Regions from separate parts of the Zea mays genome. Here all the other regions are linked to region 2. Evidence: chromatin contacts called from public Hi-C data. All regions are on one chromosome and are shown on one strand. Each heading gives the region's core, a stretch centred on a gene start, on an enhancer-like site or on the middle of the called end of the contact. The rest is flanking DNA. Distances are from core to core; before and after follow the strand shown.

Region 1 (2,704 bases), core at 98-2,597, 120 kb before region 2:
ATTGGTGCTTTATTGAATAATCTCCATATCGAAAAGCCGGTGACTTACATCAGGTTTAGTTCATATGCTTTTGGTTCGTCAACCTTCACCAAAAGGCAGGGGGCATATGTTCGAACCCAAAAATGACCGTGCGGACGGTCCGGCCCGGAGGCCGGACGGTCCGCGGTCCGGACCGTCCGCGGTGGTGGCGCGGACGGTCCGCGCGTGCGCAGAGTCAGTTAGGGTTCCTAGTTTCTCGCGGGATTTGTTACCTAAAACCGCGGGATTAACTCGGAAATCAGTTGGAAGCGGATCCAGACCTCCCCCTTTATATAGATGAAGGGCTACGGCCGATTGAACCCCCAACAATCGAACAAATCAAGTCTATTACTCGTTTTTACCTTATGCATTAGGAGTAGTTCTAGTCTAGTTCTAGTTTAGCCCTAGTTTAGTATTCCAATCCCCAAATTCTCCGCCTCTCCTCGACTCTACGTCGATTAGAGGAGTCTAGGTCGGCCTGCCCGAGCCTAGACAACTCCTAGGATCTCTCCTCCCCGACGGGGTCCCTCTCGGGAGCGAGATCCAGGCGCCGTCGGCGATCTACCGCCGCCCCTGCGCACGCGCGGACCGTCCGGCCCTAGGGCGCGGACCGTCCGGCCGTCAGGCAGGGAACTCGAGCTCCTGCACCAGGTCGCGGACCGTCCGGCCCTGTGCCACGGACCGTCCGCGTCTGACCAGAGAGCGCCGCCGCCTCGCACCAGGCCGCGGACCGTCCGGCCCCTGCGCGCGGACCGTCCGCCCCTGTGCAGAGGGCACCGCCGCCGGTTCTTCTTGAGTGATTGGCGCTCCGAAAAAGCGTCAACAGTGGTCAGTCTAGAGATCACAACGACTTCGATGGTGGGGGTAGGAGAAGAGGTGATGGGATGCGGCGTTCCAGAGCACCACAGGGTAAGTCATTGCCGATCGTTGTGGCGTGGGGCGGACTGCGGAGTTCAGCTAGACGGTTGGGGCGGTTCCGCGGAGAGGAGCTTGACCGGCACGACGGCCCGCGGGGGAGGACCTTGGCCTGCCGATTTTCGGGGAGCCGAGGAGGAGCTCGTTCGGCCGGGTGGCCTAGGACTGGAACGCGCGCCGCCGAGCCAAGTCGGCTTGGGCGTGGGCAGTCTGGAGCTCGGGCTCAGCGGAACACGGAGTCCAGAGCTTGACGCCTGGTGGAACAGGGACAGGGCGACGACGAACGAATGAACGATCGATGCAGGCAGGCACGGTCGCATGGAGCTTGTAGCTGGCTTCGTCGGTTGGTGACTGCGGCTCAGTCGACCGGGCGCGGGTGCATGCGTCTCACGTAGGGTTAGGAGTTAGGACTAGTTTTTTTCTTGTGGGTCTCTAGTTGGGCTAAGCCAAGGTGTTGCTCGAGCAACACCGGGCATATTGGGCCCCTCCTTTCTTGCAGGTACGAAGACTTCGTTAGCATCTGCAGGTCCATCCTAGTTGATAGTTCCTTTTAACTATTTAAAATTAATATTTTAAATAATATTCTATTATAAACTTTGCGGTCTTGCGTGTGGTGTGATATGTTGCTAGCCAGAAAAGAGAGTGAGTAACAGTTAGAAGTGTGAAGATATAAAAAGAGTTTTATTTAAATGACTCTAAATGATGATTTATTGAGTGACTTTAGTAGCGAGTGAGTTTAGAAAAGACGCGTGAAAAGCTCCATGCTATTTTCTTAATTTTAAATAAATTAGTAGTTACTCTCTCTTCTAGTTTATAAGAGGAATTTAGGTAGTGTTTGGTTGAAGAGTCAAATAGAACGGAGTCGTTCTGTCCCAGTTTTATTGTTGTTTGGTTACAAAGTAACTAGAACGGAGTGGCTCCAATTAAGGAATATTCTCCTCAGATCTTGTCGGTGTCTCGAGACCGGTGGGTCCCTAAGCCGACGAGTGAGTGTGCCGCGTGGCCCAGCCCAGATGGGTCGAGCGCGTGGGCGAGCGCGAAGGGGGGAAGCGAGGTGGCCGGAGACGGGCGTGAGAGAGGTGGAAATCCCGCGGCCTTCGTGTTCGTCCCGCGCCCAGGTCGGGTGCGCTTGCAGTAGGGGGTTACAAGCGTCCACGCGGGTGAGGGAAGCGAGCGGCCCCAAGAGAGCGCCTGTCCCGTCCTCGTCCCCGCGCGGCCAACCTTCTCTAAGAAGGCCCTGGTCCTTCCTTTTATAGGCGTAAGGAGAGGATCCAGGTGTACAATGGGGATGTAGCAGAGTGCTACGTGTCTAGCGGGGGGAGAGCTAGCGCCCTAAGTACATGCCAATGTGGCAGCCGGAGAGATCTTGGCACCCTGCTGGTGTGATATCGTGGCTGTCGGAGGAGCAACGGAGCCTGGCGGAGGGACAGCTGTCGGAGCGGTTGAGTCCTTGCTGACGTCCCCCTGCTTCCGTAAGGGAGCTGAGAGCCGCCGTCGTCACAGGGCTTGCGGGGGCCATCATTGCCTATCTAGCGGAGCTAGCCAGATGGGACACCGGTCTTGTTCTCTGCGGCCCGAGTCGGCTCGGGGTAGGGTGATGATGGCGCTTCCTGTTGACGTGGCGGGCCTGTGCCCTAGGTCGGGCGACGTGGAGGCTCCTCCGAAGCCGAGGTCGAGTCTGTCTTCCATGGCCGAGGCCGAGGCCGAGCCCCTGGGTCGGGCGAGGCGGAGGTCGTTCGGCAGAGGCCAGGGCGGAGTCCGAGCCCTGGGG
Region 2 (3,010 bases), core at 54-2,553:
GTTCTTAGAGTTGCTCTTATAGATTACAAGGTGTCAGTTTAATTAGTGGAATTTGTCAACGATCGTGAACAAGCAAACATCTGGCCTCTGTGGTCTGTGAACTTTTTATACTCCGCATGTATTCCGTTGAAGGTCCAGAATGGCAAAGAAAGTGTAGATAATTTTAAATAAATAGTTCTGTATACGACTGTACAAACTAGCAAATGCAATGTGTCCATGCATACATTCCAAATGGCATTCTTGGGGATTCCACTTCGCCGGCACAAGCATCTGGTTTCTGAATTAATCATCTGCCATTGTTAATCCGGTTCTGTCGGTAATACTAATACCCGGCAACGTCTCGTATGTTCAGAGACTTGGGAAGAGAACCGATCAGTCTTCGCCACGCCCCCATCATGACAGACATGACCTGACTTGTGCAAACATAAAGGTTTGTCCCAAGTCAAAGTTTTGAAACTTTGATCAATAATATCTATAAAAGTAATTATTTTTAAATTAAAGAAATTATATACTATGCTAGATGTTTTAATAATAAATATAATAGTTTATTTTTATTTAGTCAATGTTTATAAATATTTTGTTATTAATGGTCAAAGTAAATTTTGATCTAAAACAAACCTTTGTGGCCTTGAGATAAGGAACGGTGGGGAGTATAACAAAGAAAAATAAGGTTTGGCTGGTGACAGTTTAGAAGATTAGCTCAGCCCATCATGTATTCATGTGCATGTCCATGCCCAAACCAAAGCGACCAACTGATTTGCTGCTGAATCTGATGCCACAAATCATAAATGTCTCTGGATGGATCAGGTAGCCAAACGTTGTTCCCGCCTACTGTTCTTATGGAATGGAAGCTTTTTTTTTCCTCCGGCTCTGCACTGCACGTCTGCACGCCCCTTGCCTGTCCAACGGGAGAAAAAAAGGCGGGCATGATGAGGGTGAGGCCAGTGGCCACTGAGAAGGGGCACGTGAAAACCATTTGTGGTAATCACTTCTGTCATCCCATGCGGGACGTCAAAATCATTGCTGTTCCCTGTGGTAATCACTTTCGTTATACATTATCCGCTTGAAACAGAGATTCTACGAAGCAGCAGCGTGTGTGTTGAACCAAACAGCACCACGGTGTCTACTAATAGGACACGCGTGTGTTTGTCTTTAATAATGCGATACTATAAATTGGAAAATGAAAAAATATAGTTATATTTAAATAAATATCTATTTAATCAATGTCTATTTATACGATATACACACACAAAAAATGGTAGCAATTTAAAAAGCCAGCTGGTGCTCCGTGCTCGCAAGGATTCCGCAACGGGCCACTGCTAGGATTTAGGGAAGGGCAGATACGAATTTCGAGAGGCGGTTGCTTTGTTCCGCTTCTGCCGTCGCCGTCCCGATTCCCGTTCGTCGACCTCCAATCGGACGGACGGCAACTGCCCGAACCCCTCTCGCCTCCACCTGGCCTCGCGTCGCCGCGCCGCCGCGACGACCAGCTCGCTCGCACGTCCGTTCTGTTTCTTTCCTCCTGGCAGAGTAGAGTCTGCCCACCACCATCTCCATTCTCCACTACGTGGTCCGTGCCTCCCCCAACCGCCCACTCCCCTCCTTCCCCTCCTCGTCCTTCCCGCTCCTCATGCCCTGGCGACGCCATTGGTAGCTTCGCTTCGTCTGTTGGTCGGAGCGCAGGGGAAGCGAGAGGGGGGAGGGCGAGGGCGCTAGGAGGGGAGGGAGGAGTCCGACGGAGCAGTGGCAAGATGTTCGACAGCTTGCTCAACTCCAAGTTCTACAACAAATGGTACCCAAAGATTGCCTCCTCTTCCTCAGGTTTCTTGGTGCTCCGCTCGCTCTGTTCACGGTCCCAGTTGGATTCGTTCCTTCTCGCGCCTGCTGTTCCTCGGCTCTTGGGTAGTTTCTTCGCTGGGTTTGGATTCCTTTTTCTTTTCGCTGTCAGTTCTTCTCTCTTGTTTCTTTCTCTGGGACGATGGGATGGTATGCTGAATGCGGTTTTCCCTTCCCCACGTCCGCGACGATTTGTTTAACCTGAACGGGAAAAGCGGCTTGGGCTAACTAATCTTTTGTTTTGTCTGTTCCACGACGGATGCAGTAAGCACGCCTTCAAATGCATCCGGACGCGGATGGCTCTGATAAGGCGGAAGAAGCACGCCATGATCCGGTTCCTGAAGAAGGACGTCGCCGACCTCCTCGCCAATGGCCTCGACACCCACGCCTTCCGAAGGGTATGTTTCTCCACCCGGGCTCTCTGTTGTTCAACGTTGCGTATGCATAGCACTAGAGTCGCGAATGTTTATTGTTCTGGGCACAAAGCGAGTAGGAGAGTCTTTGTCTAGGGGTTTAATTCATGGATGCTGCTATATTTTACAATCGCCTTTGCACCTTTTTGGCTCAAGATCTTTGCTGGTTGCTGATCTTCGGGTGTTCTGTTTCCTGGCATTAATTGCAATTTGGAATGCAGATAGATGGCCTCTTAGTTGAGCTGAACCATGCTTCTTGCTATGATATGATCGAAGGATTCTGTCATTACATTGGGAAGCAACTGGGAAGCCTTCAGAAGCAGAGGTAAATAAATCCAATCGGCTCAACTAAAATTCGGTTTTGTTTCCTCGCTTCTGTTTTCGACGACGGTAGCACTATGAAATTAATCCACAAAACACATTGTTAATGGGCATGAGTGTTGGTTACATAGTTATGAGCCTTATGGCATATCACCCCATGTCCGCCGGGGCCGACGGCTGCGATGCATTTTGTCAAGTAATCAAGACAGTAGTTCAATAGTGCTAGCATTCATAATGGTTCTGCTTGTATGTTTGGTGTTAGTAAAAATACTCTCATAGTTCAGTTAGTGAATTCCAAGCTTCCAACTACCCTTTAGTAGTGTGCGAAGAGTGCAAACAGAAAAGCGTTATCCTGATGCTCAAACAATGAACCCATTTTGTTTTGTGTTTTTTTCTTTCCAAACAGGGATTGCCCCCCAGAATTCAGGGAAGCTGTCTCA
Region 3 (2,700 bases), core at 182-2,681, 91 kb before region 2:
TGGTTCCCGTTTAGCCAGGGTTAGCTAGACCCTTAGACACTTCCAAGGTGAATGGCTAGGAAACCACTACGAGGCCTTTCCAAAGTTCCACTAGTTCGAGAAAACCCGCTACGGATTCAGAAAGAAAGAAGCATAGGAATCCCTCATCCGAAAAGCTTTACAGACAGTCCGACTCGAGAACCTCCCTATACTCTGCAGCGATGCCTCCCCGCTTGCCCCTTTCGGGTAAGGAAATCTCTCCCTAGCTTTCCTAACTACTTGGCCAAGAGCATCTCATTCCACCCTTATGGTAGCACTATTATCTCAAGTTAATCTCCATGTTCCAATTAACACAATAGTCTTATCATGATTAATAATTAAATCAACAATAATAGTGGAACATGATCATATTTCAGTATATCATTAATCTCAAAACTAGGTAGAGCAATAGCAAGTCTGCCCAATAGTTCACTTGTTTGCAAGGTGTGGGGTAAACAAAACTAGGGAAACCTATTGTGTCCCATCAAATTAACCTAAGCATGATACAGTGATTAACAAGAACATTATTGGGTAAAGAAGAGTGATCAAGGGCACAACTTGCCTTATACTTGCGATTCCAGGTACTTCACCAAGTTTGGTCTTTAGATTTCTCATGACCTCGCTGCGACTCGTAGCAATACATACAAATAGACAAGTAGTACATAAAAATAGCATTACACCAAACATGGGAACAAACTGTGTAGGAATATTCTACGCACTACTACGGGATCGTAGGCTCGAGAACCACTATAATCGGAGTTGTGGTTAAAAAGATATGGTTTTCTAAAACTTTAGGTGATTAAATATATAGTCTATGTTGATTAATCTAAATCATGTGAGGAGAATATAACTAACTCAACTTTAATTTATGGTATAACTCGATTAGAGATCATATTATAGACAAATTATAATTATGGACATGTTAACTTTTGATTAGAAGAGTTAATAAACATAGGTCAAATAAATATCTAATTACAAGAATATGTGATATGGTACAAATGATGTTGCTACTGCTTAGACAATTTGACTGGAACGAGTCAAATTGGAGTTAAAACATGGAAGTTATGAATTATTTAAGTTTTCTAGACTTTTTACTAAGAATTCAATTTCAGCTTTAATTTATAGGAAATTAGAAATTCCTAGATCGTAGATCCTATTTCAAATAAATTTGGGGTCTGCTTGAAAGGAAATTGGACCTAGTTGTAGCGGTCTTAGAACTGCACAGGACCGCAGGTTGGTTTCATGCAAACACAAGGGTTCTTTTATAAAGGTGGCAGGCCGAAGGGGTATATGTGAATTCTAGCCGCCCGATCAAAACCATGTGCCCACGATTAAATCGGAGCCCATATGAATTCGTATGCAATGCTAGACGTTGGATCCGATATCTATGACCTCGATTTAATGAAGTGTGATCCAAGCGTAACTGCTCGATCCGATCCAGCGGTCTGGATTGTTATGTGCGAAGAGGTATGCTTAGGTCTAATCTTAGCCGTTGGTACCCGAATCAACAGATTACGCTCCACACCTCAACTCCGGTCAGAAACCTGGCAGTGCCGCCAAGCACCGCGGTGGGCTTACGTCGGTTAGCGGCGAGCTCACATTTTACTCGACTAACTCCCTACCCAAAACGTGCCATGCACAGAGGAAACTGTGGTGGACTTGGTTATGCCTTCTCGTCGGGGATCTCAATGGCCGCATGCTTGACCCCGATCGATGGTGATCCCTGGACTCTCTCACAGTGGCTCTACTCCATTTTTCCCTGCTTCTTAGCCAATGGATGGTGGCATGCGGGAGGTAGGCCAGGGCATGGGCATGCGTGTTAAATAACCAGGAACGATTTATAGTTCGTTTAGGCCTTGTTCGTTTATGCCGGATTGCACCCGGAATCGTTCCTGCACCCGGAATCGTTCCAGTTAATCAAACTTTATATAAATTAGAGAAACAATCCGGCTAGGAATTGTTCCGACCTACCAATCCGACACAAACGAACAAGGACTTAAGCGGGTCCGATTGTTTCGGTGGAAGAAATTTATAGAGTCCGGGGCATTGAACGAATCCTGCCTGGATTCTCGTCATAGAACTGAGTGGAATTCTGTTGCGGATGGTGCTTTGATTTGTTACAGGATGAAGATGGCGCTGATCACATGAGCCCACATGGCGGCAAATGGGGTAGTGCGGATAGTGGCCGACCGACGGGCCCTGCCTAGCAGCGCCACACGTGCACAACCGTGTGTTGGGCCGTGTGGCGTGGGTGGGGTGGGTCGGCCATGCAGAATAATGGGCCGCATGGTGTGGGAAACCGGCTAGGCCGAGGAAAGGAAATGGGCCCAGGGCGGTTTTGTTATTTTCTTTCTTTCTTTTGTTCTATTTGTGTTTTGTTTTCCATTCTATTTCCAAATTCAAATCTGAGTCTCTACTAACTATTAAGAGAGCATTGTAGACTGCCCCCGCCTCCCTACCCCGCCCACCCGCCCGCCGCAGTCTCCGCCGCGAACTCCGCAATCCCCACCCGCACTCCTGAAAGTTCCCTTTGACCGGGAACAAGATCTGGATGTCGCCTAGAGGGGGGTGAATAGGTGAATAATAATAATCACTTTGAATACTTAAATTCTTGCTCTACTCGAAGACCAGATCGCAGTGGAATGAAAGACCCTTCGAGTAGGTTGCAGCGGAATAGAAGAT

What was found. Hi-C and Micro-C count contacts between places; a contact is called where the count stands out from the background.
Region 1: a Hi-C map of ear shows a contact between it and region 2, with 2.9 times the contacts expected there. The contact joins the enhancer-like site here to the promoter of LOC103628194 in region 2. A contact is called at or near these places in 9 of 25 Hi-C or Micro-C datasets (bundle sheath, ear, leaf and 4 more).
Region 3: a contact with region 2 is called in a Hi-C map of leaf, with 5 times the contacts expected there. The contact joins the enhancer-like site here to the promoter of LOC103628194 in region 2. A contact is called at or near these places in 4 of 25 Hi-C or Micro-C datasets (ear, endosperm, leaf and 1 more).

The regions. Positions count from the first base shown.
Region 1 is chr5:51,691,299-51,694,002 of Zm-B73-REFERENCE-NAM-5.0, reverse strand. No RefSeq gene overlaps it. Among protein-coding and RNA genes, the nearest start is that of LOC100383424, 22 kb to the left of the region's middle. Within about 2 kb of position 1,347, at least 15 of the 20 cell types and tissues checked have an H3K27ac peak or open chromatin away from gene starts, as enhancers often do. A contact at or near this core is called in ear, leaf, root tip and 2 more, where this site is marked.
Region 2 is chr5:51,570,721-51,573,730 of Zm-B73-REFERENCE-NAM-5.0, reverse strand. LOC103628194 reads left to right here and starts at 1,303. Exons shown (of 6, transcript XM_020538379.2): 1 at 1,303-1,792; 2 at 2,102-2,234; 3 at 2,471-2,574; 4 at 2,977-3,010. The coding sequence starts at 1,752.
Region 3 is chr5:51,662,377-51,665,076 of Zm-B73-REFERENCE-NAM-5.0, reverse strand. No RefSeq gene overlaps it. Among protein-coding and RNA genes, the nearest start is that of LOC100383424, 51 kb to the left of the region's middle. Within about 2 kb of position 1,431, at least 16 of the 20 cell types and tissues checked have an H3K27ac peak or open chromatin away from gene starts, as enhancers often do. A contact at or near this core is called in ear, leaf and tassel, where this site is marked.